Regions from separate parts of the Anas platyrhynchos genome. Here region 1 is linked to region 2. A link is a contact called in public Hi-C data. All regions are on one chromosome and are shown on one strand. Each heading gives the region's core, a stretch centred on a gene start, on an enhancer-like site or on the middle of the called end of the contact. The rest is flanking DNA. Distances are from core to core; before and after follow the strand shown.

Region 1 (2,700 bases), core at 59-2,558, 39 kb after region 2:
GCACTAAGGCAATGAGATGTAAATGCATTTGGTCACCAATCTACCTCACAAGACCTCTGCAATTTAGTAAAGTGATGCACCAAAGGGATGTGACTACTGCCACTGGGGGTGATTAATGATGGGATTATGTACTATGATTTTCCTGCTATGCTATTGATTTTCGTTACCCTTGCTTTGCCTGGCCACTTGTTTCCCTGCTTTCTGCTTTACTCAGCAGAAACTCTGAGATGCAATCTTGTCTTGCAGTGGTGGAAGAGGAAGAGGTCCTGCTAGCTGAAGACACCCTCAGCATCCACACCGATCTGGCAGATAACGAACCTGTGACGAACGAGGCCCGCAAACAGTTCCTTAGGTAAACATGAAGTCCTCTTGTGTTTGTAATCTGTATCTGGGGTAAAACACATCTGAAAGATGTTAATCAAATACTGTCTCTCAGTCTGCGACTTCGTTTCCTCTTAAAAATAAATTGTTTTAGAGTCCTTTTGAAAGTAAATGTGAAAGAACAAGCAAAGATCAAACAACTGTTCCTGCAATCTTCTTTTTAATCCAAATTGAACCAACTTCTTAAAGCAACTTTTTTAATAACCATACCCTTGGAACACTCTCCAGTTACTGTTGATGTGAAAACAGAAACTCGGGGGTTAGCTTTGAAAAGCCTGTTTTGCAATGAGGACTCTAATGCCCTGTATCAAAGTGTCCAGCCTTTGTTAGGAGCTATAGTTCTGGCATTACTGAATACATGCATGAGGATCCTACATACACCCATATCTGCAAGTGAGGCTGGCATGGGAACAGAGCAAAAGAGCTGGGATGAAGTCCAGTCTGCTGCATCCCATTCTTGCTTTAGCACAGCCACAATATGCCCTCTTTCTCCTAATGACTCTATTGTTTTGACTAGGCAACTTAGTGTAATATCTTCTGAGGGAGGAGAATGTCCCAACAAAATGTCAACGAAACGGAGAGTCTGTGAAAAGAAGCCAGCTGAGCCTCCTCTGCCAAGAAAAAATCCTAACGAGAAACTTATTCAGGCAGAAACCACTGAAACGGGAACGGTATAGTGTGATTTTCCCCCTTCCTTTTCCTTTTTTTCCTGCTTGAAAAAATATCTTTTTTACTTTTACATTTGATCCAGTTCTGCTAAATGCATTGTATAAATTATGACAGCACGTTTTAGGAATTAATCTGGTGGCCACTGATCCTTCAAATTAGGGCTTTTGGCAGGGAGTTCTGCACCTGGCAAAGGCTGTGTAGTTAGGAAGGGATTCTTTTCTTTCCAGCTCCTGCCACAGTCACCTGATACTGCATAGCACTGCACTCTGTCAGCTCTGTCCTTACGTTGCAGAGCTTTCAGCACTGTTGGTCTTTAACCTGTTTGGCTGCTGTGCAAGTCCAGCTGCAGCACTGGGTATTTGATGACCTGCAGCAGTGGGTTCTACGAGCCAGCTGCCTGCTGCGTGCCAGTGGATCTGTTCTGTCTAAACGATACCTGCCAACCTGCCACACCATCCTCAGGAGCAGTTTATGCTCATGGGTACAAAATGGGCTGCACTCTCCGCGAGCAGGGCCAGCGAGTAAAACAGGAATAGAGAAAAAAGAGAGGAAAAGGGAAAAAAAGAAGATAGGAATAAAGACATAAAATCCAGGGACAGGAAGGAGTGGATGAAAAAGGAACAGGGTGATCTTGTCAAAGAAAGCCCCTTCCTACAACTTCAGCCACTTCAGAAGGTGTCCTACCACTCAGCATGTCCTGTTTACTGTCTGATGTACATGCTTCATAGCACAGACATTTCATTGACTGTTTCTGTGGATTATTTTAGCTGTTAAAGTCCCTAATCAGCAACACTTGTTCTCTAAATTATTTTTCCTTAAGCCTTTTTAGAGATTGTTGTGTCCTGAGTCTGTCTTTTTGCCTATCTGCTTTTTTTTTTTTTTTTTTTTGCATTACCTTAGAACTTATTGTGAAGACACCTGAATGGAGGCCTAAAATAGGACCTGAATAGGCCCTTTAAGTAGTCCTGAGCTGGATATGCCTGACAAGTTGCTTTTGCCTGAAAGTCTTGGTTGCTGTTCTTGTTACCCATCCTTTGCAGCTATTTGATCAACCTCTTCCCAGCCCTGTCTAGCAGTCTTAAAAAATAAAACCCCGCAAAACTAACACAATACAGTTCATCAAATTGGAGGAAAAGAATATTTCAGATAAGTTTCTGACTTGTTTAGGAAGTTACCCCCCTGACATGGAGACCCTCTGCGGTCTGTTAGATTTTGGGCAGTTTTGAACTCAGCAGTTTCTCTGCTGAAGGATTCTTTTTTCTGTCTGTACTTCTGATTCTGTAAGTTGTACAAACCAGCTTTGGTGTGATTTTGCAGGTAAAGCTAACAGTGTTCTGGCAATACATGAAGGCTGTCAGCCCTGTCATCTCTTTAGCTATATGCTTCCTATACTGCTGTCAAAATGCTGCTTCGATTGGGGCCAATGTGTGGCTCAGTGACTGGACCAACGAGCCAGTGATAAACGGGACTCAGCACAACACATCCATGCGAATTGGAGTCTATGCTGCCTTGGGCCTCTTGCAAGGTAAGGCCAGATAAAAATCATGATGTCTTAGTACTTATCAAAGAGGAATTAGATGGGAAAGCCATTTACTAGTTGCTGGTGGCCCAAAATTGCCAGCAAAATCTTATCCTAAGCAAGGGAAGTAA
Region 2 (2,700 bases), core at 189-2,688:
AAAGCATTTGGCTTTCTCCAATAACACCACCTCCAGTGGGTGTCAAACCTAGTGTCAATGGCCCAGGCATAAAAGATAAGCAGATTTTTTTTTTTCTTTAGAACGGAAATATTTGGGGTGCACAGCAACTCTGGGCTTCTCATCTTTCTTCTTCCCTCTTTTGAAAATTTTTGATGGCAGCCTTCTTATTGACGGTTCTTCACCATGGACACTGGAACTCTTAAGATATTTAAGTAGATTTGTGACAATGGGGAGATTTGAGTGAGATGATGATATTGGACCAGATGCTACAGGAAGCAGGTCAACAAACAGCAGGTGCTGGAAGGCCAATAATGCTGAAGGACAAGTCCTGTCCAAGAGGAAAGCAAACAGTGTTCTTTCATTGTGAGGAAGTAAAAGCCAGGTTGTGTACAAGGTGCACTACAAAATCTATTAGTTATACATATATGTGAAATTTATTGACTGGAAGCTTTTAAAATAGAGCCTCGCCACTGCTTCAGCCTAATGTCTACAGAGGATGCAATCAGCATGAAGGAAGTGGCTGCAGATAGACAATAATTTAGGCACTTGCACAAGTGGCCAGGCTTAAATGTAGCTTGGAGAACTCCTGATTCCTGTTAGCAGGATACCAGCGAGGCTAGGCTACAGCCAGGCAGGAATACAAGAAAAAAAAAAAAAACAAAAAAAAAAACAAATAAACAGAAAAAATAGGGAACTAAGGCCATTTTCCTGAGATTCCAGACGTCCATGACTCAGGGTACAACACTGTTTATGAACAGCCATCTGTTCTTTCTTGTCCAGCACCCTTGGTTTCAGAGCTGTGTGGCAGGGGCTGTGCTACAGAAGCACAGGTCTTGGGCCTGGGTTTGCTGCTCTCTCTTCGCATCTGTGGTGCTGCTGAGGTAACCACACTTCAAGCCTTTCTAGAGGAGAGACACTGAGTGTCTCTGAGATGTAAATGTTGGTCTGAGCAGCTTGGATGGCTGGACACGGACAGCCTCAAACCCAGGTGGCCAGCAGACATCCCTAGGTGACCGGGGACATGTGCAAGCCCCTCAGCCCTATCTCTGCCCGCTATGTGGGAATTGCCAGTGTCCCCCTCCAAGAGCAGACCCTATTTATCTCCACAGGTGGCACAGAGCAAAGAAAACATCTTCCTAGGGGATTGATCCTTCCATGGGGAAGCCACCCTCACAGAGCAAGAAGCCCCACACTGGCAGCACCGCCTGCCTTTCAGTGCCCAGAGCCACATGCCCACGAGGGGAGACCTGGCACCTTCTCCCCGGCCCTAATGGCTACAGAGGGGTGCTTGAGGCGGCCTCACCGAGGCGATAAAGGCCGGGCCGGCGCCTCCCGTCCTGAGGGGGCGAGGGCAGCGGGGCGAGGCCATGGCGCCTGCCGCCGCCGCCGCCAGGGAGGGAGCGAGGGAGGGCCGGGGGCGGGGAGGTGCGGGCCCGGCGAGCCCCGGCCCGCCCAGGAGAGGCCGGGGCCGGCTTCTCCCGCTGTCCGGCGTGGGCCTGGAGGAGGAGAAAGAGGAGGAGGAGAGGCTCGGTTCCCCCTGCCGTGGCCATGGAGGTGTTCTGCGGGTCCCGCTTCTGGGTAAGCAGCGCGCCTGGCGCTCCGAGGAGAGGAGCGGGGGCCGGGCTGGCAGCGGCCCCCCTGAGGAGAGAGGGGGGCTCCCCGGGAAGCGGGCTCGGGGGTCCCCGCTGGGGGTGGGCAGCACTCCCTGGAGGCTCCCAACGGGACTTTGGTGCATCCTCTTTGCATCCTCAGCAGCCCCTCTCCGTGGGCTTGCCCTGCCGAGTTTGCCTAGCGCTGGGGCTGGTCACAGCTCTCTCGTTTGGGCTCCGTTGAAGGGGTGCGAATCTGTTTTGCAGCTCTGCCAACAGCTGGGCTTCATAGTGATGTTCCCGATCGTTGCTTTCTCCGAGGGTCCTGTGCTGGCATTGCTGATGTCCATCAGAGTGCTGCCTGCCAAGCGCCCCGTTGCTGGAGGGTGGTGGGCTCCTGGCAGCTAATCCCAAGGCTGGCGGTGGCTTGAGTTAGAGACTGGAGCCTTCAGCCCTTTGGAAAGGGGCTTGGAGCAGGTGCTGGGGCTGCAAGCAGGAAAGTTTGGGAAGTGCTGCTGTAGCCGTGTGTGCCTGCTGGCTGCTGCAAGTGCTCGGTGCAGCGTTGCTCCGCGGTCCAGTAACAGCGTGCTGTTGTTTCTCTCCTGTTCCGTGCAGGCAGACCTTACGAAGTCATGGGGATTTGAGCATGTGTGGAGAACTTGGAGCTGCCTTTCAATAAATCACGTTTTTTTGCATGTTAGTTTGTCTTAAGTTGACTTAACTCGAGAGGGATTTTTTCCAACAAAAGACCAGCAGGAATGAGAAGGAGTGGCTGGCGATGAAGCTCTTCTTAATAACTGCTAGGAAGGTATTAAAGAGCAACACAAGAGCAACAAGTAGTTGGCTCTGAAGACTTAATGCTGAGCTTTGTCTTCAGATAACTAATTATCTGTTAAAATCTCTGTCAACATTGCATTTTAAAAAGAGGACTTAGGTCCTGAGCCATTGGTTACATTTTTTGTTCAATCTCATATTTCCTTGCCAAGCACTCTGCACGCTTACTGCTACAGCGCTTGGCGGATAAGCTTGCTCAAACAAGTATTTTCAGCTCTTATTTCTACTATAAACACTTATAAAACAGGAACAAGCA

Evidence for each region. A called contact is a pair of places that touch in the nucleus more often than the background predicts.
Region 1: a contact with region 2 is called in a Hi-C map of liver, with 2.4 times the contacts expected there. The contact joins the enhancer-like site here to the promoter of ABCC3 in region 2. A contact is called at or near these places in 2 of 8 Hi-C or Micro-C datasets (liver and skeletal muscle).

The regions. Positions count from the first base shown.
Region 1 is chr19:4,156,358-4,159,057 of IASCAAS_PekinDuck_T2T, forward strand. It overlaps ABCC3 (ATP binding cassette subfamily C member 3), which reads left to right. Exons shown (of 31, transcript XM_027471310.3): 20 at 247-352; 21 at 899-1,052; 22 at 2,368-2,575. Among named protein-coding and RNA genes, the nearest start is that of ANKRD40, 19 kb to the right of the region's middle. Within about 2 kb of position 1,309, at least 2 of the 8 cell types and tissues checked have an H3K27ac peak or open chromatin away from gene starts, as enhancers often do.
Region 2 is chr19:4,117,192-4,119,891 of IASCAAS_PekinDuck_T2T, forward strand. It overlaps ABCC3 (ATP binding cassette subfamily C member 3), which reads left to right and starts at 1,439. Exons shown (of 31, transcript XM_027471310.3): 1 at 1,439-1,599. The coding sequence starts at 1,570.